7 separate regions of the Mus musculus genome follow, and all the other regions are linked to region 5. A link is a contact called in public ChIA-PET, Hi-C, HiChIP or PLAC-seq and Micro-C data. All regions are on one chromosome and are shown on one strand. The core of a region is the stretch at or near the end of the contact, and the rest is flanking DNA. Distances in the headings are between cores, read along the strand shown.

What was found. HiChIP or PLAC-seq counts read pairs in DNA pulled down with a chosen protein or histone mark. Hi-C and Micro-C count contacts between places; a contact is called where the count stands out from the background. ChIA-PET counts read pairs in DNA pulled down with a chosen protein or histone mark.
Region 1: a contact with region 5 is called in a Micro-C map of B cells, with 6 times the contacts expected there. The contact joins the enhancer-like site here to the promoter of Cenps in region 5. A contact is called at or near these places in 1 of 39 promoter capture datasets (hippocampal neurons), 1 of 15 datasets of contacts at CTCF or cohesin (large pre-B cells), 17 of 484 Hi-C or Micro-C datasets (B cells, CD4 T cells, the HL-1 cell line and 12 more), 3 of 115 datasets of contacts at active chromatin or transcription factors (large pre-B cells, pancreatic cancer cells and pro-B cells) and 3 of 9 other capture datasets (adipose tissue, embryonic stem cells and liver).
Region 2: an RNA polymerase II ChIA-PET map of memory CD8 T cells shows a contact between it and region 5, with 6 times the contacts expected there. The contact joins the promoter of Slc25a33 here to the promoter of Cenps in region 5. A contact is called at or near these places in 2 of 39 promoter capture datasets (the 3T3-L1 cell line and stem cell-derived epiblast-like cells) and 3 of 115 datasets of contacts at active chromatin or transcription factors (large pre-B cells, memory CD8 T cells and pancreatic cancer cells).
Region 3: an H3K27ac HiChIP or PLAC-seq map of stem cell-derived neural progenitor cells shows a contact between it and region 5, with 5 times the contacts expected there. The contact joins the promoter of Srm here to the promoter of Cenps in region 5. A contact is called at or near these places in 1 of 39 promoter capture datasets (hippocampal neurons) and 5 of 115 datasets of contacts at active chromatin or transcription factors (astrocytes, embryonic stem cells, forebrain and 2 more).
Region 4: a contact with region 5 is called in a Hi-C map of the G1E-ER4 cell line, with 6 times the contacts expected there. The contact joins the promoter of Gpr157 here to the promoter of Cenps in region 5. A contact is called at or near these places in 1 of 15 datasets of contacts at CTCF or cohesin (embryonic stem cells), 7 of 484 Hi-C or Micro-C datasets (the G1E-ER4 cell line, embryonic stem cells, palatal mesenchyme and 1 more), 1 of 115 datasets of contacts at active chromatin or transcription factors (large pre-B cells) and 1 of 9 other capture datasets (liver).
Region 6: a contact with region 5 is called in a CTCF HiChIP or PLAC-seq map of embryonic stem cells, with 5 times the contacts expected there. The contact joins the promoter of Spsb1 here to the promoter of Cenps in region 5. A contact is called at or near these places in 3 of 39 promoter capture datasets (cranial neural crest, hippocampal neurons and pre-B cells), 1 of 15 datasets of contacts at CTCF or cohesin (embryonic stem cells), 1 of 484 Hi-C or Micro-C datasets (cortical neurons), 1 of 115 datasets of contacts at active chromatin or transcription factors (pancreatic cancer cells) and 1 of 9 other capture datasets (liver).
Region 7: a contact with region 5 is called in an H3K27ac HiChIP or PLAC-seq map of large pre-B cells, with 3 times the contacts expected there. The contact joins the promoter of Slc2a5 here to the promoter of Cenps in region 5. A contact is called at or near these places in 3 of 484 Hi-C or Micro-C datasets (the G1E-ER4 cell line and pre-B cells) and 1 of 115 datasets of contacts at active chromatin or transcription factors (large pre-B cells).

The regions. Positions count from the first base shown.
Region 1 is chr4:149,709,433-149,713,292 of GRCm38.p6, reverse strand. No RefSeq gene overlaps it. Among named protein-coding and RNA genes, the nearest start is that of Tmem201, 27 kb to the left of the region's middle. Within about 2 kb of position 2,567, at least 148 of the 459 cell types and tissues checked have an H3K27ac peak or open chromatin away from gene starts, as enhancers often do. A contact at or near this core is called in B cells, embryonic stem cells, pancreatic cancer cells and 1 more, where this site is marked.
Region 2 is chr4:149,771,698-149,775,577 of GRCm38.p6, reverse strand. Slc25a33 (solute carrier family 25, member 33) reads left to right here and starts at 1,311. Exons shown (of 7, transcript NM_027460.2): 1 at 1,311-1,578. The coding sequence starts at 1,523.
Region 3 is chr4:148,589,705-148,593,911 of GRCm38.p6, reverse strand. Srm (spermidine synthase) reads right to left here and starts at 2,399. Exons shown (of 7, transcript NM_009272.4): 1 at 2,126-2,399; 2 at 1,748-1,868; 3 at 1,338-1,430; 4 at 471-624; 5 at 1-144. The coding sequence starts at 2,292.
Region 4 is chr4:150,085,431-150,089,656 of GRCm38.p6, reverse strand. It overlaps Gpr157 (G protein-coupled receptor 157), which reads right to left and starts at 2,154. Exons shown (of 4, transcript NM_177366.3): 1 at 1,521-2,154. The coding sequence starts at 1,903.
Region 5 is chr4:149,136,325-149,140,175 of GRCm38.p6, reverse strand. Cenps (centromere protein S) reads left to right here and starts at 2,576. Exons shown (of 5, transcript NM_027263.2): 1 at 2,576-2,700. The coding sequence starts at 2,653.
Region 6 is chr4:149,953,063-149,957,312 of GRCm38.p6, reverse strand. It overlaps Spsb1 (splA/ryanodine receptor domain and SOCS box containing 1), which reads left to right and starts at 2,307. Exons shown (of 3, transcript NM_029035.2): 1 at 2,307-2,460.
Region 7 is chr4:150,117,858-150,121,639 of GRCm38.p6, reverse strand. It overlaps Slc2a5 (solute carrier family 2 (facilitated glucose transporter), member 5), which reads right to left and starts at 2,296. Exons shown (of 14, transcript NM_019741.3): 1 at 2,090-2,296; 2 at 1,592-1,985; 3 at 875-956. The coding sequence starts at 904.

The DNA of each region.
Region 1 (3,860 bases), core at 1,318-3,817, 570 kb before region 5:
AGAGAGAGAATGATGTCTGACACTGACATCTCTACATGCACACACACACATACACACATACACATGTACACACACACATGCCCTCACATATACACACGCACACATGCACACACACACACATGCAGGCACACATACACGCACTCCATGCACACAGAAGCAAATTCAGCCTCCTAGCTTTCAGGGGTATCAGGCCCCATCATCACCGAGTGTAAATTCCAGCTTGAAGGACAGAATTATCCCTGCAATGGCTAGAGGTGGCCTTTAATCTTCATATTCGTTAGCTACTGTCCCCAACCGGCCTATTCAAAATTACATCATTCATTCATCCATCCATCCACTCATTCACTCATCCATTCCATGGCATTCCTACACACTCACTTCCAGTACTATCGGCAGGCAGAGAGCAAGTGACTAAGGACCGCACCCTGATGGGTGTAGAGGCCATGTTCCTAGAGGGCAGCTGAGTCCGACACAGAGCTGCTCAGAGGACAGAGTGCTGCAAAGCAAGGATACAACCAAGGACAAAGTGGAGTCCCTCTGGGGCAAGGGGCCAGCTGGGTAACATCTATGCCGGGGGGGGGGGGGTCTAATTCTTCCGAGTAGCCAGATGCAGAGTCGGGGTACTGCAAACCACACATTGATCCTGGGAAGATCTGGACCTGCAGGTTCCCTGTCAGGGCAGCATCAAGAGCAGTAAGGGCAGATGGGGTGAGAGTTCCTGAGGGACTGACTGTGTGAGCCTGCCTCATTTCTACCTTATTCTCAACTGCGGCCTCACTCGATACACCATCCACAGTCTGCTTCCCAGACCACAGTCAGAAACCAGCCCTTTAACTGGGACGGAAAAGGGGACTTTGTAGTAGGTAACCTTGTCCCCAAAGTTGTTTTCCCTGTTTTTGGATGACTGTTGATAAAGCCCAGTTCCCACGACCCCCCTGTCAGGCTCCGCTAACTTGCTGGAGCCCCTCTGAGAACTCTGGGAACTGTTCCCTGGCTCTTTCTGACTTGTAATAAAGGACTAGACGTGACAGAGACAGTGGAGAGAGGAATGAATGGCCCAGGTCAGGGAGGGCACGGGGCACCCTGGCTGCACTGACCAGAAAGCGCTCAGAACACTGCCCTCTTGAGGTACAGTGTTGCCTAGCACCCAGGAAGCCCCAGCATCCCAGAAAGCCAGGGGCCTGTAATCCTAGCACTTCAGAGGCCTGGGCAGGAGGATCAGTGTCCGCCTCAGCTCTGTAGTGAGTTTGGGGCCAGTCTAGGATCCATGAGATTTTTTTCTCAAAACAAACGACAAAGATCCCCCTGTTCTCTTGAGGATTTATGTGGGAGCGGCTGGTGACATCTAGACCTTCTTCCCCTCTCAGTAAGCTGGAGGGAGGGCAGGGCTGAAAGTTCCCACCCTCTCCACACAGCTAGTTAGTTTCCCTTAGCAGCCAGCCCCATCCTCAGACTGTCCAGCAGCCCTCAGGCCTGGTCAGCCCTGGCCACAGAAAGACACCACTGCAGAATTTTCCAGGACGTTAGGAGCTGAGTGCAGGCGACTGGACAAAGGTCAAATATGCATGTGACAGCATTACAGGTACTGGCAGCTCTGGTGAGAGCCAGAGACTGAGGCACCCTCACCTGTCCCCACTTGCGACACCCACCTAGCTGACCTATCCTGGGTCTCTTCAACAGGTCCCAAGTCTACTTTTCTGGGAAGGACTTGATTGGCCTCGCTGGAATCCGAGCCTCCATTCTGGTCCAGTAAGTTATGGCCATGAGTCAAGTTTGTCTGCTGGTTGCCCACCTTCTTGATTACAAAGGGGAAGAGTTGCCAAAAACAGGCCAGACTAACAGGCTAGAAGCTAACTGTGTCCATGTGAGTTCATCCTGTTTTGGTCTTGCTTAACACACACATACATACAACACACAAACAGACACACACATATCATCCACAATACACACACATATACAACGTGCACACCAATACAAGACAAGACACATATATACACAAACATAACACACACACTTAATATACCAACAGACATACACAAATACACATATATACACATATATAAAATGTATAAAATGCACAACATGAAAAACAGACACATACACCATATACAATACAGAGCCACATACAGAAACACACAGCACACACAACACAGAGAAACACAAACATAAGAGAGACAAGCACATACACACACACAAACACAGCACACAAGCAAGCACATGCACACATATACACAGAAACACACACACACAGCACACAAGCAAGCACATGCACGCTTGTTCAATCTCTTTAGATTTCCTTTATTTTTTATTTATTTTTTATTTTTTGATTGAACTCACGTCCTCTGGAAGATCAGTCAGTGCTCTTAACTGCTGAGCCACCTACCTGTCCAGCCCCTCCTCTGCTTTTCTAAGACATCCTCATTCCTGTTGCCCTCTTTAATGGTTCTGTCCTCAGCCCTACCTTCTGCCCCTCTCCTGTTTTGCTGTCCCTCCTCTAGGTGGCTCCCTAGGACTCCTCAGTGTATGAACGATCAGTCAGTTAACCACACCAGACTCTGTAGAGCAGAGGCACAGAAGCGATGTGGAAAGCTGTGCTCTGATGTTAGCTTGTCTGGGCTTACCCGTGTAAGGAAGCAAGGCTGCCCCAGGCTCCGCCCACAGGGAAGTTAGCCATTGTGGGACTCTCTTCTAGCCCTGCCTGAGAATTTCTTGGCCAGGCTTTTTCTTGTAGAGCTGTGATGGCCATGGCCATTCCCTGCCTGGTGCCGGGACTTTGGCAGAGCCATGTCCCTAAGGATGGGATGACACAGTTTGCTTCTCAGATCTCCATCCATCATAAAGCCCTAGTGGATTACCTGAAATTTATACTTTGCTTAGTTATGTGTACAGGGCTCTGGTAGAACATGGTGGTATTCTTTTTGTTGTGGTTGTTGTTGTTTTTGGTTTTTTGTTGTTTTGTTTTGTTTGTTTTTTAAAGATTTATTTATTTATTATATGTAAGTACACTGTAGTTGTCTTCAGATACACCAGAAGAGGGCATCAGATCTCATTATGGGTGGTTGTGAGCCACCATGTGGTTGCTGGAATTTGAACTTCGGACCTTCGGAAGAGCAGTTGGGTGCCCTTACCCACTGAGCCATCTCACCAGCCCCTGTTTTTGTTTTTTGAGGCAGGGTTTCTCTGTGTATCCCTTCCTGTCCTGGAACTCACTTTGTAGACCAGGCTGGCCTCGAACTCAGAGATCCGCCTGCCTCTACCTCCTGAGTGCTGGGATTAAAGATGAACACCACTGCCAGGCAGTGTTGGCACACGCCTTTGATCCCAGCACTTGGGAGGCAGAGGCAGGCGAATTTCTGAGTTCCAGGGCAGCCTGGTCTACGAAGTGAGTTCCAGAACAGCCAGGGCTACACAGAGAAACCCTGTCTCGAAAAAAACAAAACAAAACAAAACAGGAGACAGAGGCAGGTGGATCTCTCTCTGAGTTTGAGGCCAGTCTGGATTTCAGAGCAAGGTCCAGGAGCTACACGGAGAAACCCTGTCTAAAATAAAATAAAATGTGTATAGGGGCTGGAGAAATTCAGTGGCTAAGAGCACTGACTGCTCTTGCAAAGGACCCAGGTTTGGTTCCCAGCATCTACATGGTGACTCACAACCACCTGTAACTCTAGTTGCGGTCTTCTGACCTCCATGTTTATCAGGCACACATGTGGTGTGTGTGTGTGTGTGTGTGTGTGTGTGTGTGTGTGTGTGTGTGTGCAAGCAGGCAAAACACTCATAGCCAGAAGAATAAAATAAATACATATACTAAGATGAAAAATTACGTGTATATATGTGTCTATGTAGCAATCCCTGCAAAGGCC
Region 2 (3,880 bases), core at 62-2,561, 640 kb before region 5:
ATGGGACAAACAGTTTGAATAAAACAGAGTGAGTACACGAGCCCACATGGAGTCACCGAAGCCATGTGATCAGGGTGCTGCCAGGGCAACCAGGCAAAGCCCAGCCAAGAGCCAGACCTGGAGGTAAGAAGATGCCAGGCTCACTGTGGCAGTGGTCCAGGATATTTAAGGGGAGGAGCGATCTGGGTCGCTCAAGTCCGAGCATCAGCGCACACAGTACAAAATTCACACTGCAAAATACATACCAAATATAATGCTATTTATAGAAAGATCAAGAACACACAAAACACTAAGGGTAGGCTAGAGGAGGGCAGGCTGTTTAGGTGACGTGTTTTTTTTTTTTTTTTCCTATTTAAGCTCAGAGCTGTGAGATGTAATATGTAATCACCATACATGTTTATACATGGAAATATTACAGAATGAAATTCTTAAAAAGATCGGGAGCTCAGGGTAAATGTACTTGCAGCCAAATCCGACAACTTGAGTCCAATTCCTGGGACCCGTGAGGCATGGTGGCTCATGCCTTCAATCACAGCACTCAGGAGGCAGAAGCAGGTAGATCTGTGAGTTTGAGGCCAGTTTGGTCTACACAGTAAGTTCCAGAACACCTAGAACTACACAGAGAAACCCTGTCTCAAAAAACAAGTCAATTCCTGGGACCTGCATGATGAATAGGCAAAACTGACTCCTGCAAGCTGTGCTCTGGTCTTCACCATTAGACAGTGGCATGTGTGAACCCATGACATCCCTTAAAAACACACAATAAAAACCACAAAAAACAGCTGGGTAATCTCAGCACTGGAGAGGCAGAGGCAAAAGGATCAATGTGACTTCGAGGTTATCTTGGTCTACATAGAAAGTTCCAAGGTGCTGGGTAGTGGTGGCGCACGCCTTTAGGCCCAGCACTTGGGAGGCAGAGGCAGGCGGATAAAATGTGAATTTGAGGCCAAGCTTGGTCTACATGGCAAGTTCCAGGCAGTCCAGGACTGCAATGTAAGACTGTCTTAAAAAAAAACAAATCACACACACATAAACATAATTTTAAAAAGAAGAAAAAGAAGAAGAGGTTTGGAGCATAGGGCATGGTTACACACTCAGTTTCCAGCCTCTGAGAAGGACCAAGCAGCTTTGACCAGTTTGCTGGTCATCCTCTTATTATCCTGAGCAGCCCTTCGGGGCCTGATCCCGCCCCGCGTTGCACGACCGCCACGCCCACATCCACCTGCCGTCCAATAGGCGTACGGGATCCGGGCCCACACCTCCGCCGCGCCGCGCCCCGCGACGTCACGGCCCGGCCTCCGCCACGTGACGGCCGCGCGCTAGGCTCTCTGCCTAGCGGCTGGAAAGCGCCGCAGAGGCCGCTGACTGGCCGGGCGCGACGCCGCGGAGGGAGCCGGGCGCCTGGGCCTCCCGCGCGCATGGGCGCGTCGGCGGCTGCCTGAGGAAGGCAGCGAAGCCAGCGGAGCTCAAGACCTCGCGCGTCCCACGAGCGGCTGCGGCGGGCCGCGGAGCCGGCGCGGCCATGGCGACGGGCACTCAGCAGAAAGAGAACACGCTGCTTCATCTCTTCGCCGGCGGGTGAGTCTGGGGCCCGAGCTGCTCTCGCCTCAGCCCCGGCCTTCTCCCCCTGCGTGCCGTGGCCTTGGGAATCCGCGTTTCCCGTCCGTCGCGGACTGGGGTGAAGCCAGGACGGGCAGCCCAGGAGGGTCGTGGCTTCGGCGTCCCCACCGCGGGGTCAGCCGGCACGGCGGCTTTCCACCCGGCGCGTCCGCGGTCCCATCCCCCACCCACCGGCCGCCTCTCGCCGTATTCTCCTTTTGAACAATTCCTGGCTGGTGTGACTGTCACCAGGGGCGATCGCGCCGAGCCCCTGTGGCTCCGGCCTCCTGGCGTTTTCCTGATCACGCTGCGGTCACTCACCGCTGCAGAGGTGCGGATGCTGGAGGTCCCGGGGCAGCTAGCCCAGGAGGTACTGCGCTGGGTCAGAGCTGCGGGCAGGTGTCGCAGGGCAGCCCGTGGCCTGCCCTGCGGAGTATGGGGGGTTGGGGGGGAACGGATGCTGGTCTGCACCACGTGGGACGGTAAATGGGGACCTCGGAAGGTTGGTCAGTGCTAATCGATCCTAAAGCACCTTTCAGTGATTTTCAGTGGAGGAACACATCATGATAGGAGGATACAACTAGGAGCTGAATTAACCCCCTAAAAAAACGAAAGTTTGGGGTTTTCTTTTTTAAATAGTATTTTTCTTTTCCTTTTGTCATAGCTGCTAGTGGCTTGGGACCCTTTTGGTGCTGGTTTTTCAAACTATCTATGGAGCTGTGTCCCCAGCCCTGGGGTCATGAAGAGCTCTTTGAGATTTAGCCCAGCTATTTAAGTTTTACATAACATGCAGCGTTTTTCCTGTGTTATCATCTTCACTTGAGAACTATAACTGGACCTAAACAGTTCCATATACTAGAAAGTAATGGTTAATGAAAGGGTTATCCAGAAAATAACGGTGATGAAAGGGTTTCTGGTGCCTTGGTCCTTTTACCTGGCAGGCTGGCAGTACCTTTCACCCGTCAGATAGCTTTAATGGTTGTGCCTAGGCAGGAGGAATTTCTTGTTCATCCATTTCTGTCAGGCCTTCATTCCTCCTATCCATGTCTTCATTGGTATTAACCTTTGAGAGTAAGCCTTAGAAGGCACCCTCACTTTATATAAATGTGTCATCCCAGGGAACTTAAAGTCTGTTAGGCATATTTTTAAAGCCAAGAGAAATAAGTTTATACTCAATGGGTTGTTTTGTTTGTTTGTTATACTTTTTCTTTTCTTTTCTTTTTTAACTGAGTGGTCTCTTATGTTGTATGTCTGCCTGCTCTTAACTGGGGGAGTTTCAGAGTGGCCTGTGTTGAGGCTCACTACTATAGTTGATGACCCTGTCTGGATGGATTTCCCTGCACACCCTTCACAGTGCCCTCTGGCTGCCAATTCCAGCCTCTTACGTGCTGATAGAGAATACTGCAATGGGCAGTGAGGCTTGCGGGACTCATTAAGAGGCAGGGAGTTTATTAGTGCTGTGCCTGAAGCAGTGGTGTTTAACAAGTTCTGGTTCCTTCATTAGCCATTTAAGATCTCTGTGCTTGCAGATGAGAAAAGAAATGAACCCTCAAAAAGCTGCTTTCAGAGCTCTAATTGGATTTTAGCCTAAAACACCTTTTAAGGTAGAGCATGAAAGGAGTCAGTATAAAGAGGGCACAGACTATAGTTAAAAGTTGTCAGCCCAGGGGTCTGGTAAGCCCTTTCCTCTGTTGTTAGCTGGCATCTCTCCAGAGAGCTAAGTTCAATGCCTTTGAGAAGTCTGAGATCTTGCTTTTAAAATCTGTTGGTTTCCCTTGTTTGTTGAATAATCATTGAAGGCTATGTTCCCAAACAGATTTAACGATATCCCTGATTATAATAATATAAACAAGTTTTGTTTTTTGGAGACAAGGTCTAGAACTCACAGAGATCTTCTGTCTCTGCTTCTACCTCCCAAGTACCACGATTAAAGATATGTGCCACCAGGTCCTGGTAATACACTTCTACTAGCTATCAAAGGCTTATAAATTAATATAACCAGTGAAAATCTATTTTAGATCCTGGAAAAAAAACAGACTGCACCAAAACAATTCATAGTCTTTTTTGTTTGTTTGTTTGTTTATTTTTGGTTTTTGGTTTTTCCAGAGAGGGTTTCTCTGTGTAGCCCTGGCTGTCCTGGAACTCACTCTGTAGACCAGGCTGGCCTTGAACTCAGAAATCCGCCTGTCTCTGCCTCCCAAGTGCTGGGATCAAAGGTGTGTGCCACCACTGTCCGGCCAACTCATAGTCTTTAATTTTTTTTTTCTTAAAGGAACAAGTT
Region 3 (4,207 bases), core at 1,150-3,649, 550 kb after region 5:
GAGATTTGCAGAAGTGCCTCATCTCCTTGATGAGGTCCAGGTGCAGCCACTGGCACTCACCCTGGCAGCACAGGATGCCATCTTCTTTGAGTGCTGTCTTCATGAGCTGGTAATAGGACTCCTTGAAGAGGCTCTCAGCAGGGCCTAGAGGGGTAGAGCATGGCCATCCTGCCTGAGACCTCCAGGCCACAGTCACCCACAGCAGCTCAGTGGCAAAGCAGGTGCTGGACCCATGTTTGTGGGATGTGGCCCCCTACTGCCTTAGCACCTGGGAGGCCCTGCATTCAAACCCTCCCCCACTGCACCATAGCACACCCGGATGCTGGCCAACAAGCACAGGGAAGAAGCCAAAGAGGAAGCAGAGGTCACTATGGACCAAGGCTAGACCCCCACCGTCCTCAGGCCTCCATCATCACATGGCTCTAGTCTGGGGCTGCTGTGTGCTGCAGGACGCGCGTGCCCTGGCTCACCCATGGGGTCTGAGGAGTCGGTGATGATGACGTCAAAGGCATCTTGGTTCTGTTTCATGAACTCAAAGCCATCGCCCACGTGGAGAGTCAGCTTTGAGCTGGAGAAGCCAACGGCCATGCCAGGCAGGAACTTCTTAGAGACTTCAATGACATCCTGAAGAGGGGGGAGAGGAAGGGCTGGGCTGGACTAGAGGCTGGGGACTCCTGGTGGGGTTTCTTTGGACAAGTCTTCTCTTTTGAAAACCCTTTCCCCCAGATCTACACCACCTCAGCTCTTCATGGTTTTCAGGCCTCAACTCCCTGCAGACCAAGTCCCATCTGAGCTTCTGCATTTTTGAGAGATGGTCTCAGATAACTCACGCTGGCCTCAAACTCTTGATCGTCCTGCTTCTACCCAAGTGCTGGGGCTGTAAGCATGCGTGGCTGCACACTTCCTATCAGCCTGTGTTCTCCATATCTTTTATCCCTGTCTGGCCTCATCATGTCATGCTGTGTTATGGTGTCTTCTCCAACCCAAACACCAGCTCTACACTCAGGGGCTCACCTGTCCATGGCCGTATCAACCCAGCACCTTGGGTAACACTCAGCATACAGTAAGTGCTCACTAAAACCATGCTGGGTCTCAAGGGGAGATGCCATAAGTTGTTGAGCTCTCTGGCTCTGCCTGGGCTCTGAAAGCACTAAGAGTTAACATCCATGGTGTGGTGTGTGCCAGGCCTTAACAATCTGGTTTTCCTACTGAACCCTCTTTTCAGACTGAGGAAACAGGGCAGGGATGGTAAGAACATTGCGCCTCGGGGTGCAGAGTCAGGATGGGACAGAGCTGACTCTGGTGACTCAAATCCAGGCCTCCTGGACTGCACCCACCTCATCAATCTCGCACTGGACCACCGACTCCACAGAGGGGTGCTTCACCACTTCCCGTAGGACGCCCCCATCTCCACCCCCGATGATCAGCACCTGGGCCAGGGAAGGACAAGTCAGGACTGAGCAGGCCCACTCCCACAGAACCTGATCTTCCCAGCTACAGGACTCTGAGTCATTCTCTACTCTCCAGAACGCTTCTGTGCCACGGGGTCCTTCCTGGCAGCCTGGGTTCCCCTCTCGGGGCTTCTAAGGAGACCAGCTCTCCCAGGAGCTCTATTCATCCTGACCGACCCGCATTTTCTGACAGTCATCTGGGTAGCATCTGCCCCCAAACATCCTCACCTAGTGTCAGCCCGACATGCTTTTCTAGGACCCCGAGCTCAGGGCTGAACCCAGGGGCAATGCGGTACCTTCCGCGGGTTGGGGTGGCTGCAGAGCGGCAGGTTGGCGATCATCTCCTGGTAGGAGAACTCATCCCTCTCAGTACACTGGATGACGCCATCCAGAACCAGCACGTTGCCGTAGGTTTTACTGCGGGCAGAGACAGTCGGGGACGTGGGTCCTGGGACACTGGGAGGTTAGGTCCCTGTCCTCCCTGGGCGTGCACGTGGCCGCCATGGGGTCCAGGGGTGGGCATTCGGGGTGACACGTGGCAGGCGAGCCACGTGTGGGGGCTGGGTGGGTCCCGGGGTCCCCTCGGCTGACGTGTCCCGATAGTGACACGTGGACGCAGGGCCGGGCCCAGCGCAGAACTTCTGACAGCTGCACCGGCGCGCGGCGGGCCATACCTGCGGAAGACGAGGATGTCTTGGTACCGCGATCGCCGGTGGTGAAGCAGCTGCTCCACTTGCAGCGACAGGGCCTGGCCGGGCCACAGGCTGCAGGTCTCTCGGAACCAGCCCTCACGGATGGCGGCGGGGCCGGGCGCGGCTGGGCCGTCGGGGCCAGGCTCCATGGCGGGCGGGCGGGCCGACGGAGCGCGTAGCGGGTTCGGGACTGCAGGGCGCGCGGACCCCCCCCAGCACAACGTGACCAGCTCTGCCCGCTGCCCGCGCCGCAACCTAACCCGCTCGGGGGCGGGGCCTACGGAGGGGCGGGACCCCGGCTCTCCAATGGCGGCGTGGGCCGGCCCGCAGCTTCACCAGGAGTTCATTGGCTCCCCGGGCTGCAACTAGCAGTGATTGGTTGGGCCGTGCTGTCTGTCAGCCGCAGCAGGGTAGTGCGGCCGGCTGCCGGGCCACGTGGGGAGAGGCCCTGGCGGCGGGAGGGTTCCGGGGCGGGCCGCGCCGGCGCAGCGGTTCGAGGGCTGGGGCCCATCCTTGGACCCCCGTAGGGTTTGAGCAGATCGTGTCTAGTCTGGGCGCACATGGGACTTTTATTTACTTGCGAGGATTGTCGCGCCATTTGGCTACTTTGCTCCGGATTGTCAGCCAGGAGCGGGTGGCTGCAGAATAAGAATGGAGCTCTTTCTAAATTTACCAGCTGAGGCCCCGCACATGCATATTCAAAACCAAAAAAGACTGGCGCGGCTTTTTTTTTCTTTTTACAAACTGGGTCTTGCTCCTTGAAGGGTGGGAGGGAACGTGGCTGTTTTTATGAAAATGTCAAGGAACTTATCAGAATCACATTAAGCATGCTAATTACCGAATATTAAATGCTAATTGCTCCATACACAGTTTGAATGCCAAAGAAGGAAGACGAACCACGAATAAGCTATTCCTGACACGGTGTCAGGGACGGTTTCTGACTGATACTCAGCAGCCTCCACCTGGAGTGGGAGCATGTCCCCTTGTCATAACGCACAGCTGAAGGGCATGAGCTGTTGCTTGGAGCCCTGTCCCTGCCTTGGCTGACTTCAAGCTCGCAAACGGAGGGAGGGAGGGAGGTCTACAAAGTTGCTACCAGGGCATCCAGGGTCACAATGGCTCAGATGGAGATTCGTGTCCAGTTTTACGAACTTGACGGGGACAGCATGTGTTGTGTACATAAAAAGATAAAGAGGGGGGCTGGAGAGATGGCTCAGCAGTTAAGAGCACTGAGTGCTCTTCCAAAGGTCCTGAGTTCAAATCCCAGCAACCACATGGTGGCTTACAACCATCCGTAATGAGATCTGATGCCCTCTTCTGGTGTGTCTGAAGACAGCTGCAGTGTACTTACATTTAATAATAAATAAATCTAAAAAAAAAATTTTTTTTTTTTAAAAAGAAGCCGGGAGTGGTGGCGCACGCCTTTAATCCCAGCACTCGGGAGGCAGAGGCAGGCGGATTTCTGAGTTCGAGGCCAGCCTGGTCTACAAAGTGAGTGCCAGGACAGCCAGGGCTACACAGAGAAACCCTGTCTCGAAAAACCAAAAAAAAAAAAAAAAAAAAAAAAAAAAGATAAAGAGGTATAAGAATATGTTTTATGGGGGTGTGGTGAGGGATGGGGGAAGAGGGTGCTTCAGCGGGCCCATGCCAAGGCATCCCTTCCCCCTGAGGGACCAGCTACAAGGTATAGTATAGAACAGTTTAGGGCATGGGGAGGGGAGTTAAGAGGGTAGTAGAAGCAGAGAGAGGGAGAGAGTAGAGAAATAGAGGCCAACGTGGAAAAAGGGGAGGGGGCAGAGGGAATGCAGAGATGCAGAGAGAGGAAAGAATAAGAGAGAAGAGGGCGGGGGGGGGGGGGCGGAAAGCAGCCCTTTTTATAGTGGGCCAGGCCTAACTGTGGGGAGGAGCATACCTGGCTGTTACCAGGTAACTATGGGGGCGGAGTCCAAACAGAATACCAACATTGTGGACTCAAGACTATCTACTGAGCAGCCTCCGTACTTACCAACCAGCACAGTTCTGCCTCTGGGCTATGGATGGCTGTTTATTTGCCAGAGGCCCCGA
Region 4 (4,226 bases), core at 905-3,404, 950 kb before region 5:
TCGGGGTTTAAAGGAAGGCAGCAGAGGAGAGATCCTTGGAAGAAAGGTCCAACCCTGGGCTCCCTTCCCAGTGCCTGTGACCACCTGGCATCACACTTGTGGTGTCTCACACAGTCAGTGTCTGCTGCATGCTGGAGGGGAGAGAAACCCCAGACTCCTTCTCAGTAGGTCCCTACCTGTAACATGGTGACATGGCACAAAGATTTTGCTTGGCAAGTGGAGAGGAGGGCTCTTTCGTTTCTTTAGGACCGGCTGGTCTCCTTCCAACAGCTACAAGAACAGGAGGTCAAGTGACTCTTCCCAGCTTGTGGCCTCTGCGTGTGACACCCAGGTGACCTGTCTCTACCAAAGTGCTGACTACCCGCTCGGCCCTTGGAAAGCATTCAAGTTTTTAATAGAAGGGACCTATAATTAGGGCGGACGCTGGTGCCTTGAGCTGAGGCAAAGAGACAGGAAACAAGCCTTAGGCTTCCTGCCTCAAATTCTGCGCAGACTGCCGAGAATTTCAAACTGAAACGACAGGAGGGAAGGCTGGCCTCTGGGCACAGCTTTCTTGCTGACAAGCGTGAAAGAAGAGTGGACCAGCATAGTGCAGGGCCTTGGGCTTCCCCACTCTCAGGGACTCCAGGTGGCTGACAGCCTGACCCTGACCTGAGTTCTCGACAATCAAGACCACATCGAGTGACCTGGAGAGATGGTTGAGAGCATGGTTAAGAGAAGTGATTAAGAGCACTTCTTGCTCTTGTAGAGGACCTTGGTTCAATTCCCGGCACCCACATGATGGTTCACAACCATTTGTAACTCCAGTTCCAGGGGATCCGATACCCTCGTCTGACCTACGAGGGCGCCAAGTACACATACACGTGACACATACACATACATACATGCAGTCAGTTCACACACATAAAATAAAATGAATAAATCTTTTTTAAAAGCGTCTAAGAAAGTGCAGGTAATGGGGGCCTGAAGTTTATAAATGTCGTGAAAAGCTTAAAGAAGCATACCTCTGTGCATTTTACAGTTGGCACACTATCGTCTGAGAGTGGCTGGACGCACCACAACCACTGTGGTATAGAATTGGAAGCTGTGGGCTTTTAGGCCAGGGCAGCCACCTAACTCATCTTCTAGCCTGCAGACTGGAACTTCTCTCCATGGGCAGCAGAGACTGCCAGATCGCGGTGAAGTAGGAGGCAAAGGGCACAGACTGTCTCCAATTCCTTTCTAAATGGCAGACCTCTTCCTATGGGCAAGTTCTGCACCCACCCACACCTTGCTGGGAGATTCTGGCTGGGGCAGATACAGAGACCACCCTCTTCAGAGACGCTCAGACAGGTTTGGCTCCAACTTTTTGGGCAAGTTGGGCACCCTTCCATGGTTCGGGGATGCATGTGACTGCCAGTAGGACACACCACCTTGACACCTAGATAGGGAAAGCACGAATGCCACAGCACAGCACGCAAGGCCCGGGACCCATAAGCCTGGGTCTGGGGCCTGGAGGCAAAGCCGGGTCTCCTACTCACCTGATGAGGTGAAAAGCCCAGATTAGGTGGTCCGTGGAGGGCCCGCGCGTAGTTCGGACGATGCTGAGGTATAGGTAGAGGGCGATGGCCACCGTCCAGAAGAAGGAGCTGGTGTTGGCGAAAGTAGAGAGAGCGCCCTGAAGGACGCAATCCCACGAAGTGCCCGCAAAGTCCTGCAGCACTCCGTAGAAGTACGAGGCAGCCGAGAGCAGGTCCGCTAGCGACAGGAAGAGTAGCAGGCGCCGCGCCCGGCTACGCAGGTCAGGCCACAGGGCGTGCGTGGCCACCAGGAGGCCCGAGCCCAGAGCTGACAGCGCACACGACAGCAGCACCACCGCGCGCTCCCACGGCAGCAGCTCGGTGGGAGGCGCGGGTGAGGGCATGGTGGGTTGGGGACCAAGGGCAGACAGCCAGGGTGCACAGGCCTAAGGGTGCCGAGAGGTCGTGGCCAAGCCGAGCCCGCGGTCGCCTCTGTCTGGGCATTTGGCGCCCGGGCTCGCGTCCCCACGGGTCCCGCCTGCGTCCCAGCCCCGCCCAGTCTAACAACTACACAACAGCGGTCTCACCGCGGCGCCCTCCACTCCCTGTCCCTGAGCTCTACAATCCTACCCTGAGTCCTCCAGGTCCCTCCCTTGAGCACTCCACGCCCGCCCCTGAGCACTCTAATCTCGTCCCGAGTCCCCGCCCCTGCTGTCTCCAAGCTGGTAGCCCCTTCATGAGCTCTCCACACCCCGACTCTGTAACCCTGCGCGCTCTCCTCGCGTCCCGCCCCTGCACCCCGCCCCTGCGCAGTAACACATCCGAATCTGAAGCTCCAGCGCTCCGCCCCTGAGCTCTCCATGTCCCGCCCTGTAGCCCCAGAGCCCCGCCCAGCCTCCTTCAAGCTCCTCCCATGCCCCCCACTTGCGCATTGCTCCGCCCTGATGCTCTTTCAGCCTCAAGCTCAATCGCTTCTCCGCGTTTCCCCACGCCTCTGCGCCTCTACGCTTCCCTCTTACCTAGTACCTCCCAGTCCTGTCCCAATCGTTGCCTTCTGCCTCTCAGAGCCACTCTAGGAGGTTAGCAAATGGCCAGGACATCCTGTTCTGGGGGTTGGGGGGAGGCGGGGAGGGGAGAATGGCATTTTTAAGGCTAATGTTACTTTCCCCTGATCAGCCTGCTTACGTGTGTGTTGGGGAGGGGAGGGGTGGTTGCTGGAAACATTCTTTCCGATGGTGGCAAAAACAGGTCCAGAGCATGGCCTACATTCCTGAAGCTTGGGTACTCGAAATCTTCACAAGATCTGTGGTGGTGATTTGGGGAAGTTTCTAACTTTTGTTACAATGAAAGTATTGTGTTTTTGTGGGGCTGGGTGTACAACTCAGGACCTTACACATCCCAATGAAGTGCTCACCTACTGAAATATATATATACTTTTAGTTCCTTGTTTATTCTATATACCTTATTAGTGCTATTTTAAAAATACATTTTATCATTTTACGTGCGTGGATATTTTGTCTGCACGGATGTACCTGTACCATGTGTATGCAGTGCCCACAGAGGCTAGAAAAGTGCGTCAGACTCCCCACCCCCTGCACCATGTGGGGGCTGGATTCGAATCTGATCCTCTGGAAGAGCAGCAAGTGCTCTTAACCGCTGAGCCATCTCTCCAGCGCCAGGTGCGATGTTAAGGAATGAAACATTAGTGCCTATGAGATGGCCTTGAGTAATTGCCAGGGCAGAATAACACTGACAGTCTGAATTTGATTCTCAGGACGCACTTGGTGGGGTAAATTGTCATCTGACCTCCACATCTGACCTCCACACCTGTGGCTGGCGTACCCCCATACCCATAAATTTAAAAAAATGTAATTTTAAATATGTTACATGAAAAGAAAAAAGTAAGGAAGCATAGTTCCCAGTTTACAGAGGTTTTTTTTTTTTTTCTTGTTTGAACATTTTGTATTTCTTAGGGATGGAGATACTTGTGCAAGATCCAGCTTGCATATTCGATGGCCCACAACCACTTATGACTCCAGCTGCAGTGCATCCCATGGCCTGCTCTCTAAGGGCAAGGTACTCGCAAGCACATAAGTTAGTATGGGGGCACACACACACATAATTAATAATAATAATAATAATAATAATAATAAGGCCGGGAAGTAGTGGCGCACGCCTTTAATCCCAGCACTTGAGAGGCAGAGGCAGGTGGATTTCTGAGTTCAAGGCCAGCCTGGTCTACAAAGTGAGTTCCAGGACAGCCAGGGCTATACAGAGAAACCCTGTCTGGAAAAACCAAAAACAAACAAACAAACAAACAAATAAATAAATAATAATAATAAATTTTTAAAATGTATGTTTTATTGTCATCAACAATGGCCCTTTTAGCCCTACAAGTCACTGAGTTTTAGTACATTTATTAGTTTGTGCAACCACAGTAATGATTTAATCTATAGCATTTGCTCTCCCTCAAGTACTTGGGCTGGAAAGATGGGCCAGCAATGAAGAGCAGAGGGCTTAAGTTCAGGACCCACGAGGGCTAACAGTTGGTCACCTCTAGTTCCAGGGCATCGGACGCCCTCTGCTGTGCTCTCCTGGTACTACACACACAAGGCGCACAGGCATACATAAAATGCAAATAAGTAAATCTTGTTCTCTTTAAATGAGACAGAAAAGGAGTGGAACTAGATAGAAGGGGAGGTTGGCAGAACAGGGAGATGTGAGGGA
Region 5 (3,851 bases), core at 1,327-3,826:
ACAGTGAGTTCATACACAGGTGCAGGAAGTGCTGCCCGACGATCAGCTCTGACTCAAGAAGTTTTAGGCATAACAGTTCATATTGACCTTTAATTTGATGGGTCCTACGTAATTAATTTGTTGTAGTGGTAGAATGTTATCCTGCTCTAAACTCCCCAGCACATGGGCTTCTCAGTACTGCCTAATGTTGTGGATTCTTGAATGAAAGACACACCCACATAGCCTTGTTTTTAATATGTCCTAAGCAGCTCAATGGCTGGGCCACTCCCAAACTTCCACATTGTTAACGCCTCCCCTCCAATACTACTGAATTATCACTTTCTAAAATCCATCATCGCTACCCCAGACCCAATGGGGTAGGAGCCCCTGGGGTTGCTCTCCCCTGGCTCTTACATGGCTATGTGCTCTCTCCTGCAACTCTCAGGGCTGGTCCTCCTGCTTCCCCTTGTAGTGATTTTAAATCTTTGTTCTTGTAGTGATTTTAAATCTTGTAGTGATTTTAAATCTTTGTTTTAAATCTTTGCTGACAACTTTATTTACTAATTAGAGCCAACTGGGGGCAGGGACCCACGATGCCTTACATATAGATGTACAAATTCCTATGTAATTAAAAACAATTAACATAATAAACCGAATCTACAATAGGTTGTGGTATTTCTTAACAGACCTCGCCGCAGTGGTGGTGCACACCTTTAATCCCAGCACTTGGGAGGGAGAGGCAGGTGGATTTCTGAGTTCCAGGACAGCCTGGTCTACAAAGTGAGTTCCAGGACAGCCAGGACTATACAGAGAAACCCTGTCTTGAAAAAAAAAAAAAAGGATTAACAGACCTCACACAGAATGTAACAGTTTAGATGATCAGCATGACCCTGCTTTGAGTTATTTTTTTTCTTTCTCTCTTTCTCTCTTTCTTTTTTTTTTTTTTTTTTTTTTTTGAATTTTTGAGACAGGGTTTTTCTGTGTAGCCCTGGCTGTCCTGGAACTCACTGTGTAGACCAGGCCGGCCTCGAACTCAGAAATCTGCCTGCCTCTCAAGTGCTGGGATTAAAGGAGTGCGCCACCACCACCTGGCTCTTTCTTTCTTTTTTAAAGATTTATTTATTATATACGTAAGTACACTGTAGCTGTCTTCAGACACTCCAGAAGAGGGTGTCAGATCTCATTACAGATGGTTGACCTCTGAGTCATCTCTCCAGCCCCAAGTTATTTTTCTGTGTCAATGACTGGCAGGCAAATTACAGCGATAATATGAAATAGCTGGTAGGCATTGGCTACAGCCATTTCGGGGCCAGGCAGACCTCTCTACAGATCCTTTTTTTAATGTCTGAGTGTTTTGCCTGCGTGCATGAATTGGGCTCTTGGAGATCAGAAGAGAGCACTGACTCCTGGAAACAGTAATCATAGACAGGTGTGAACCACCATGTGGGTGCCATGAACCAAATCCTGGTCTGCAGGAACGGCAGCTGTTATTATTGCAGAGCCACCTCAGAGCCTCTCGCTGTATAGCTTGACATAATGGAGAAGCAGCCACTCTTGTCCCTGGTAACGTGAACCACTCGCTCTGAGGGGATAGCGTTTGAGCAGTGATCTCACTGATCACTGATTTGGTGCTGGTGGAAGAGCCATAAAAATCCAAGGTTCCTTGCACGAGGTTGTGTGTGTGAATGGTTCACCATAGAAGGCGCTGCCTTCCATAACTTACATCAACTGGCTATTGGTTTGTGTGAGTGTGAGCACACAGTGGATGTAAGAAAACAACTTTCTGGAGTCAGTTCTGGGAATCAAACTCAGGGCCTCAGGGCCCCAGGCTTGCAGGGCAATGTGTTTTGACCCACAAAACGATCTTTTTTCTCTCTCTTTCTTCTCTCTCTTTCTTCTCTCTCTTTCTTCTTTCTCTTTCTTTCTTTCCGAGACAGGGTTTCTCTGTATAGCTCTGGCTGTCCTGGAACTCACTTTGTAGACCAGGCTGGCCTCGAACTCAGAAATTCGCCTGCCTCTGCCTCCCAAGTGCTAGGATTAAAGGCATGTGCCACCATGCCTGGCTTTCACAAAGCTATCTTGCCAGCCAAGTGCTTTATCATCTGTTAATTGTGGGCTATACACTCTTGCTTTTTTTGTTTTGTTTTGTTTTTTAATTTTAAGGCAAGTTTCACTATGTAGCCCTGGCTGGTCTGGAACTCACAGAGATCCACTGGCCTATGACTCAAGAGTGCTGGGATTAAAAGGGTGCATCACCAGGCCCAACATATATATATTTTTTACTTAAACACTTTTATTTACTTATATATTTATTATGCATATGTGTGTATTTGTGTGTGCATCTGCATGCGGGTACCAAGAGAGACCAAGAGAGAACATTGTGTCCCTTAGAGATGGAATTACACGTGTTTAGTGAGCCACCTGATGTGGGTGGTGCGTCTGGCCGGTGCTCTCAGTGACTGCTAACCAGTGAGCCATCTCACGCACGTTCTTACAGATGCTTGAACCCCGGGTCACACCAACGCTAAGACCCTTCCGCGAGCTGTCGCCAGGGGGCGCGCGCGGGACAGGAAGGAGGCGCTTCGCGCTTTGACCCTCGGCGCCGCCCGTCGCAGAGGTAGCGCGGGAAAGTCTGAGCCGACAGTGGCGCGCCGACCGGGGTTGTCCGCAGTGATGGAGGAGGTGGAGGCTGAGGAGCCGCAGGAGTTCTCTCACCGGCAGGTATAAAATAAATGGGGTCCCAGCAAGGGCAGGACGTGAGGTCCTGGGAGAGGGAAAGGCCCCGAGTCCCTAGCCGGCCTCCGCGTGTGCGCATGCGTCGCTCGGCTGCAAGGAGGGGGTGCGGTCCGCCGAGCCTGCGTCCAGCTCGCCAGAGTCCGGGTGTCCCGGCGCTGTGAGGGTCGGGTGTGGGCGCTACAGAGAGACGATGGGGCTTGGAGGAGCGTTTGCCCAGCATGAGGGAATCTATGGGTTCGAGTCCCAGCACCGCACCTACCGGGCTTGGTGGTGAACGACTGTGACCCCAGCACGGAGCGGGGTGTGTGTGGAAGCGAGAGGCTTAGGGTGGAGGCAGAAGCCAGTTTAGAGTCATTTTCAGCGATATACCGAGTTCGAGGCCAACCGGGATTACGGGAGGCCCTGTCTTAAAGGAGGGCCCGCCCGGTGGTGGCGGCGCAAGTCCTTAATCCCAGACTGAGGCAGGCACATCTCTCAATTGGTCTACAGAGTGAGTTCCAGGACAGCTAAGGCTACACTGAGAAACCCTGTCTCGAAAAACAAAACAAAAACAACAAAACAAAACAAAAACAACAAAACAAAACAAAACAACAAAAGAGGCTGGGGATAGCGCGTGTGAGGGTGAGAGAGATGCAGGAGAGACACACAGACTAATTCAGGGGCTGAGGCAGGAGGATTACGAGTTTTAGATCAGTTAAGTACCTAGAGAGACCCTGTCTCAGGAACAAGCGAGGACAGTGCGTGGGGCTCAGGCCTTTAATTTCAGGAGTCAGAGCGAGCGGTGTGTGTGAGCTTGAGGCTAGCCTGGTTTACATAGTGAGACCTGAGCAGTTCACTAGGACCTGGGAAACGTTGTCTATTCTATGCTGCAGAGCCCGGAGTCAGCCCCTGGCAGGCTGCCCTAGAACCCACCCTCTGGCGTCGGTTGTGATTTCGGGTCCTCTAGTCAGTTAGTCGTGGCCCAAATATAGTTTTCTCCTTTGCAAAGTCGGAATACGGATAACTACTGCACGGGGTGGTGTCAGAGCCAATATTCAGTTGTTTGATGAATCAGAGCTGCCATCTCAGCTGGGAATGATTGTGAGCTCAGGGTTGGGGGTTGCTTCCTTAGGTATCTGCGTCCCATCGGCTGTCTG
Region 6 (4,250 bases), core at 1,058-3,557, 820 kb before region 5:
AACATCAGAGAGAGCAATTCTGTGAGGGCTTGTTCCCTAATCATCCATCCTTATCATTTTCTGAAGGTTAGAGAAGTGAGTGAGCAAATCATATCAACAGAACCCATGATGTACAAGATGTGGGAGTGGGGTCTCGGGGCAGCGTGAACAGAACTGGGAGTCCAGAGCCTCCTCCTCCCCTGGGGCCTGATTTGACTCAGGCTTAAGCAATCATCAGCCGACCTTTCGATCGTATTTATCAGCTGGTGTATCAGCTATTGCGAGCTAATGACTTTTCAACAAACAATAGGATCACGCCCCTTCCCCTCACATTCCGGCTTTGAGGACTCTTTCACAGTGCTCTGACTCACCGAAGTCACTGCTGTATGACTAACGGAGATTTACTAGCCCACCTTCCCGGTGTCCCAGGGATAAGAACGATGACTGTCAGGTAAGCTTAGATATTCAGACCATCAGTATCCATTTACCCAACAGGGTCAGAACTCAGGAGTGCTGATAGAGAAATATTCAAGCCTTTTGAGAGCTGTCTTTCTTGGGGTCAAAGCTAAGAGGACCCAAATGGACAGCTGCCATTCTTTTTTTTTTAATTAATTAATTAATTTATTATATATAAGTACACTGTAGGTTTCTTTAGACACACCAGAAGAGGGTATCAGATCCCATTACAGATGGTTGTGAGCCACCATGTGGTTGCTAGGACTTGAACTCAGGACCTTTGGAAGAGCAGTCAGTGCTCTTAACCACTGAGCCATCTCTCCAGCCCCCCCGACAGCTGCCATTCTAACCATTTGAAACAGCTTCCATCTGTTCTGGAAGCTTTCCCCCAGGCAAAAGACAAGTCTTAGAAGAGAGTACATAGTCCCAGGTGTAGTGCTGCAGTACCTGCCCTGTGAGGTGACCGACCACACCTGATAAGGGACACGTACTTCTCGCTCAACATATGGAACATGCTCTCTTTCCAAGCTATATGGGTCAGTGGCTGCCGTGCTCACAGGGAATGCTTCAAATTCCCAGACTTTGAAGAGTCCAACAGGAGGGAGTCACCCCCCTGAGTCACCGGCAAGGCTGCCTGCTCGAAGAGCCAATAGCGCCCCGGAGAGGCCGCTTTCCCCACGCAGACCCACCTTGTCCATAGCAGTCTGGAAGCTTCTGTGTTTTCAAACAAAATTGGCAACAGTGAGGTGGTTGGAATCTACACAGTAGCCTCCGGCCCTTCGGGTCTTTACAGTGAGTGATTAAATAACTTCAGCGGCCACAGTATTTATAGCAACTTCTCTAGCATCCCTCCCCACGTATGGGTGAGGAGTGGGAAGATCTTAAGGGGATATCGCGAAGATGGGAGTGAAAATTCCCTCAGTCACCTGTGACTACTCTCTTCTGTAATGACGGGAAAGGAAAATCCCTTTCAGACTAGAGCTTCTAACGGTGTACTTTTAATGTGAAGTCCCTGTCGCTTGTGCCATCCTAAACTCATTGTCTAGGTACTGTGGACGCCTATGCGACCAGGACCTCGGGGTCTTGAAGTTCTGAGTTGCCTGTCTGTCTCCATGAGCGCGGAAACAGTAAGTATAGAGCAGCCGGATTACACATGGACTCATAGACAGTTCCTTTGCACGACAGCATTACAGAACCTTAACCCGGAGTTTCAAACGAGTTAAGCAAGATCTTGCTCCTGTGATTACTGCTATAACCTCACCCTGCCAAACATTTTTTCCCTAAAGAATGAACCTCAGCTCCTCAATACAGTGCTGGACACCACCGCAGCCCCCGCGCAGGTTTTCTGTTATTATGATCCTGGCCTTAGGTCCAGCCTTTCCTAAAAACTTCTCCAGAGGAATCAAAGCTCTTGCTGCAGAGGCCAAGGCAGAGCGATGTATGTCTGAGCCTACAGCCCTTCTGCAAGAAGGTGGTATCGGGGGCTACAGAGTTCGCAAAGCCCCAAGCCTGCCCTGCCTCAGAGCCCTGCGCGCTCCGGGCTCTCGGGCGACCAGCGCCGCTCAACGCTAGGAAACCCAGCGCTGGGTCGGAAAGTAGAGGGGCGTGGCAGGAGAAGGGGCGTGGTGTAGGGCGGGGCTAAGCGGGAAAGTGCGGAGGGGAGGGCTGTGAGGAGCGCCAGGCAGAAGGGAGGGTTGCGATAAAAAGGGCGTGACCTGAGGCGGGGCGTGGTGAAGGAGCGTGACATGGGGCGTGGCAGGGCAAATGGAGGCGGGGTGGAGCGTACAAGCCCCGCCCACGGCGCGTCCTTCTTTTTTCTCCGCCCTCCCACCTTAGAGCTGTCGGTGGCTTTTTCTTCTCAGCGCAGGAGTCGCGCTCGAGCGGCCCGCGCGCTTGCTGCAGGAACCAGCTCCAGGCGCTGGCGCCGGGGCCACGGGGAGGAAGCGACTTCGCTCTCTGCAGCGGGCGCGGCCCTGGGCACCGCGAGCCTCCGGAGCTCCAAGAGCTGCGGCCTCTCTGTGCGCGGTAGGCGGCATGGGACACCGAAGACCGGTTGGGTGGGCGCGCGTTCGGGCTCTGGGATCCGGGGATGGGGGAGACACGGGGACCACCACGCTGAGAGAACTGAGAGGGTGGGCGCGGGGCAGAGCGTGGGCATAGGGTGGGCACCCGGCGTGGAGCCATGATCGATCTTGGGTCCCCGGAGAGGGGCCGGGCGCCGCCCAGTGCGCTGCCGCTTCTGCTGCGGAGGCTCTGGGGTCCCACCTGCGGGGGCGGCATTGGGTGGGGACCTCAGTGGAGCGGGGACAGTCGCTCCCTAAGATGAGCCTAGGCTGCAAACCGAGAAAGAGGCCTGGGGCTCTCCTTAGTCCCAGGGCGCCTTAGGGTTCTGATTGTTGAGGGGGACTCCCATCGCCAAAGTCGAGGGGACCCCTTCTGCCCCATGCATCGCGACCCTGCTGAGTTAAGTTAGTTTCGCTTTTCCCGCCAGTCCGGGCTCTGATTTGTAGCGGCCCTAGTCCCCCTTCCCGATCCGGCCCCCGTAGCGCCTCTCTCTGGGAGACTGCCTGGTGACACTGCGCGCGGCGCCAGCCACCCCGGAGCCGCCGATGCTTCTCCGGGCAACCGAGGTTATGTCAGGAAATCGATGGAAACAGAGAAACAAGAGCAGCCTGAATCGGATGGTAGAGCAGAGGATGAGTTGTCCCGCGCCTGACGAGTGTGCGAGGACTTGCTAATCTCCAAGTTTAAGGATGTGCCATGGCAAAGACTGAATGTTCACAAATGGTGCCTGTGAAGATGTTTGCCAGCCAGGAAGTTGTGTGTGCTTTTGCGAATGAGAGTGTGACCTTGTGAGTTTCTGTTCGTGTCTGTTGTTGTGTATCGTTGTGAATATGTGTGTTTCCTAAATGTTCTTGCCTGTCTGTGAACAGTAGTGGGGCTGGCCATTGGCTCTGGAAGGTTGTGGAGTATAACTCCCCTTGCTTGGTTGGTTTTGGTAAGTGGGGTATTGCTGGAGTGCTGGCTGGCACCTTTCCAGGGAAGCTCCTGCCAGCTGAGCGGGGCTCAGGCTCCTCTCTCTTTTTCTCTGAACTCAAGCTGTACAGTGTGGTGGTGAGCTGGCAGAAGCTGCTTCCTGAGTGAGTAATAGTTAATTAAACACTTTAGTTAGTAACATCAGAAACTGCTCATGAGCTGAGTTTTAACAGGTGTTTATGGTAAGAGCGCCAGCCCCCATGATGAAGGCTTGGTGTCCTTGAAGGTTTAGGATCGCCGACGAGTGTGTGTGTGTATGTGTGTGTGTGTGTGTGTATGTGGGTACACACACACACACACACACATACACACACACACTCACACACACACACACACACACACACACACACACACACACACACACACACACACGCTGAGGTAGGATGGCCTGGAGGGAGTTGGCTTTCTTCCTAATTGTTAGACTCTAGGAGAGAGTGGGATTGCCTTTTCCTTTCTGCCCTACGCCTTCCCAGCTCGCATCTCTGGGAGGCAGAAAGCACTACACTAACATTAGTGGTACAGACAGAGGGAACCATTCAGTCAGAGAATCCCAACATCATTTAGAGACTATCTGCCCAGACCAACCCTTTCCCAGTGGAGGCCCAGAGAGGTTGGGTGATTTAGCCAAAGTGCACAGCCAGGGCTATGCACCAAGACAAAAATCCTGGCTGTTGCTTACTGTCCCTAGCTCTGAGGTCATAGGCCAGTTATCTGCAAACTGACGGGCTGGATTAGATCATCTGAAACAGTTCTTCTCCTTTTACTGCAGGGAACACTTC
Region 7 (3,782 bases), core at 1,047-3,546, 980 kb before region 5:
CTATGCCATAGGCCAAGCTTCCAGTCCATGTGTTACGGACCTTGGTAAATAATATTTTGCACAGATGCCTGCTCCTCCCTAGCCACATACAAACAAACGCCGTGGGAAGGATTAAAATGCAAATTCCTTGAATGTGTTCATCAATTCATGTAACATTTTTTTGTTTGTTTGGTTTTTTTTTTTTTTTCGAGACAGGGTTTCTCTGTATAGCCCTGGCTTTCCTGGAACTCGCTCTGTAGACCAGGCTGGCCCTGAACTCAGAAATCCACCTGCCTCTGCCTCCCAAGTGCTGGGACTAAAGGCGTGCGCTACCACTGCCCAGCTCATGTTACCTTCTTGGCGCTGGAAATTTTTCTCAACCAAGGAAATCTACACCTAATCCCTACTTACACTGTGAGTTTGGAAGAGAAAGGAAAAAAAAATTTTTTTTTTTTTTTGACAAACAGGGTCTTTATCCTAGGCTGGCTTTGAACTCCCTTTGTGGCTGAGATTAACCTCAAACTCCTCATCTCCCACCTCTACCTCCCAAGGGCTAAGGCACAAGCGTGAGCCATACCTGCTTCACCTTGGACTTTCTGGACCCATGGTAAGTACTCTACGAGCAGAACCATACTCACCAGCCCCGTTTCAGGCACTTTCCGAGAGCTGTTCCGGTGGCAGGATTCCTAACGGGCATCTGTCTACAAACACTGCACTGACTCCTATAAAACCCTACTCTTTGCTGGGCTTCTGAGCAAACTGCCCTCTTCCAGACAAGCGCATCCCGCCGCCCAGGGCAGGTTCTGCAATACCTGAGCAAGAAGCTGAGCAGTCGACACCCACCCCCGCCCCCGCCCCACCCCCCTCCTCTGACCGCTGCCAGCCACATACTCACCCCTGTCTCCTCTTGATGTTTTTCCTCCATCGTTGCTCTGCAAGTGCAGCCTGCGGCTCACCTCCTCAAAGTGCCAGCTGTGCTGTTCGGGAGGGAAGATATTTAGGCTGCACTTTGGCCGTGCCAACTCTCAGCCAATTGCATTTTTATTGCTAGTCTAAGTCAGAATAACCCTTTCAGGCACCGGCAGCGTTTGCCCTGCCTTTCACTTCTGCTTTTAAGTTAAACATGTAGAGTTTGGCTAAGCCAGTGGGTCCCCTGAAACTGTGGACTCAGCGAGGTACCCAGGGGAAACAGCCTCCACTGCTCAAGTCTTCACCAGGCACGGCCTTGAAAAATGACTAGAAAGTGTATTTCTGTCTGGAACACATGGACAGCAACAGCTGTCACCAGCCCTATGCCACATTAGATAATGGGCTAACATATGGGGCTGTAAAGGCTTAGCCTAGTGTTTCCCACCACACCTTCTACTGCCAAGTGTCCCTAGTGGAGAGTCAGTTCTTGCTCAAGCAACCATGATGAAACTGTTATTATCGTTACTATCACTATTATTATTGGTGCTGGAGACCGAGTACGGATTGCCTGTGCTCTAGGGCTGAGCTATCTACCCTGGCCTTAGGTAACGCTGTTTGAGGAGAAAACTTTATTTTGTCTTTTTAAGGAACCCCGAGCGGCCCGGAGAGATACACTTTTCAGTACTGGGAAAGTAGCAAATACCTTCTTGTACTCTTCCTTTGCAGGGCAGGCTAAGTCCCCAGAGGCTGGTGTGAGTCCAGCAATCTGCCCACAAGCTGGTCACCACGGGCTCCGGCGCTCAGCACGTGTTCAACTGCTACCGGACTGACCAGGCCAGGCAGCCAAAACCTGAGCAAAGTCCCACCAGGCCCGCAGATTTTCATCCTTGTTAGACATGCTCCTTTGATTTATTAGCTGTTGCTCGAGTTCAGTCAGCAGATGTCTTTCTTCTTGTCCTTCACCCTTCAGCCGTTTATCAGGAGCCCACTCTGCATCCAGAAGTGTAGATCCGCTCGGGTAGCAATGGACAGTGGGGGCGTCTCCTTCCAGGAAAACTTCCTTGTTTTCTTCCCACTCCAACACGGTGGCTCTTCAACTAAGGCGTGACGGGGCCAGAGAGATTCATGTATTTCAAATAGTTTGAAGAAAAACAAAACCTTCCAAAGAAAATGCACGTAAATTGTAGGTGGTGTCACTTACTTCGGGGGCGGGAGTGAGAGGTGGGGTACAGAAATAACGAGCCGAGTTTACAATCTTGGGAGCGTAGGGAACAGAGGCCAGCTTCTTGGCCCCCAACTATTAATCTTCTCTCTGCCTGTTTTACTGTAAAATGAGATCTGAAAGCTGAGGGTTCAATCCCTGCCTCAACTTTCTCAACAGGGTAGGTGGGTGGGTGGGTGCAGGTCTGTGGTCAGACCCTGAGAGAAGTATTCGGAGTGGGAGTCTGGTTTCTGCGCAGTCGCAGTTCAGCGCGACCAACGCTCATCCTCAGTCCCAAGAGCACTTGCGGTTGAGGTGAGCCGGGGAGGGGTGCGGAGGGGCAGGAGCGGGTAGGGGGCGGGGGCGGGGGAGGGGGCGGAGCTGCATGCGTCCCTGTGTCCCCTGGAGGGAGCTGGCGATTCTGTCTGGTCCTCTGGGCTGGCAACTGCAGTCTGCCCCAAGGACATCCATCCCCAGGGCTCTCTTCTCCAAGAGAGAAGAGAAGGTCATTCTATAGACATGTCTTCTGTGTCCCCTGAAGAACCTGTCCGCAATTTCAGGACCCAGCCAAGCCACGGCCAACAGGGTGGAGGGCTGGAAGGTGGGCAGTGGGCACTCTTAGGAACACAGTACCCTGGGTGCATCTGGTTTGAAAGTGTGTGGATGGATCCTCTTGGTTTTCAGACCTCCCAGATGGATCCGGCCTGCTGAGCCTTCCCTGGCCATCTCGCCCTTGCTTCTGTGGCTTCTGAATGCGGCAGGAAATCCACCGCTGTATCTAAGCTTTGGGATTCATTTTTATGCTTTTGTTTGTTTGTTTGTTTGTTTGTTTGTGTTTTGAGACTGAGTTCCATTATGTAGTCCAGGGTGTTGTGGAATTCACTGTATAGTCCAGGTAGGTCTTGAACCTGAGAGAGCCTGGTCTCGGATTCCCAAATGTTAGGGTTACAGGTCTGAGCCTCTGGTTCAATGGGACCTTTAAAAAGGCCTTTAATAAGCACTAATAAACCCACGGACATTTTGGTGAGTTAAAGAGCACAGAATGAGGCGGGTGGAAAGAATACATGTGACGAATTACTAATATTTCCAGGAATTTGACCTGGGTTTAGCAGCCATCTCTGATAAGAGCCAAGGGATTGTCTTAAAGAGAAAAGGGAGTGGCCAGGTGCAGTTCTCCGGGCTGGACTCTAGAGGGCCTTCTTCCATACCTTTCTCTTGGGGAAGTCATTTGATCCACAGTGGGGAAGGATGTGAGACAGGCCGAGCCCACCAAGCAGCCTCTCAGATCTTTTATATTAAGTTGCTTCTAAAATATTTTAAAATATCTATGTCATTTTACGTGAGTGTTTTGCCTTCATGTATGTGTGTACTGCATGTGGAAACTGGTGCCTGCTTAGGTCGCAAGAGGATGATAGATCCCCTTGAAGTGGACTTACATGTATGGTTCTGAGCCACCATGTGGGTGCTGGGAACCAAACCTGGCTCCTTTGCAAGAAGAACAAGAGTTCTTAACTGCTGAGCCCTCTCTCCAGCCCTTAAATTGCCTCTAAGTAGGGAAATAACTTTGCCAAAAATTCTGGGATGAAGGTCTAGGTCTCAGATCCCAATTCCAAAACCACGATTAGTAACACAACACAGAAACTTTGTCAGTACACAGTCCAGAAGAAGAGTATTGCTCAGTGTGGTGGCACAG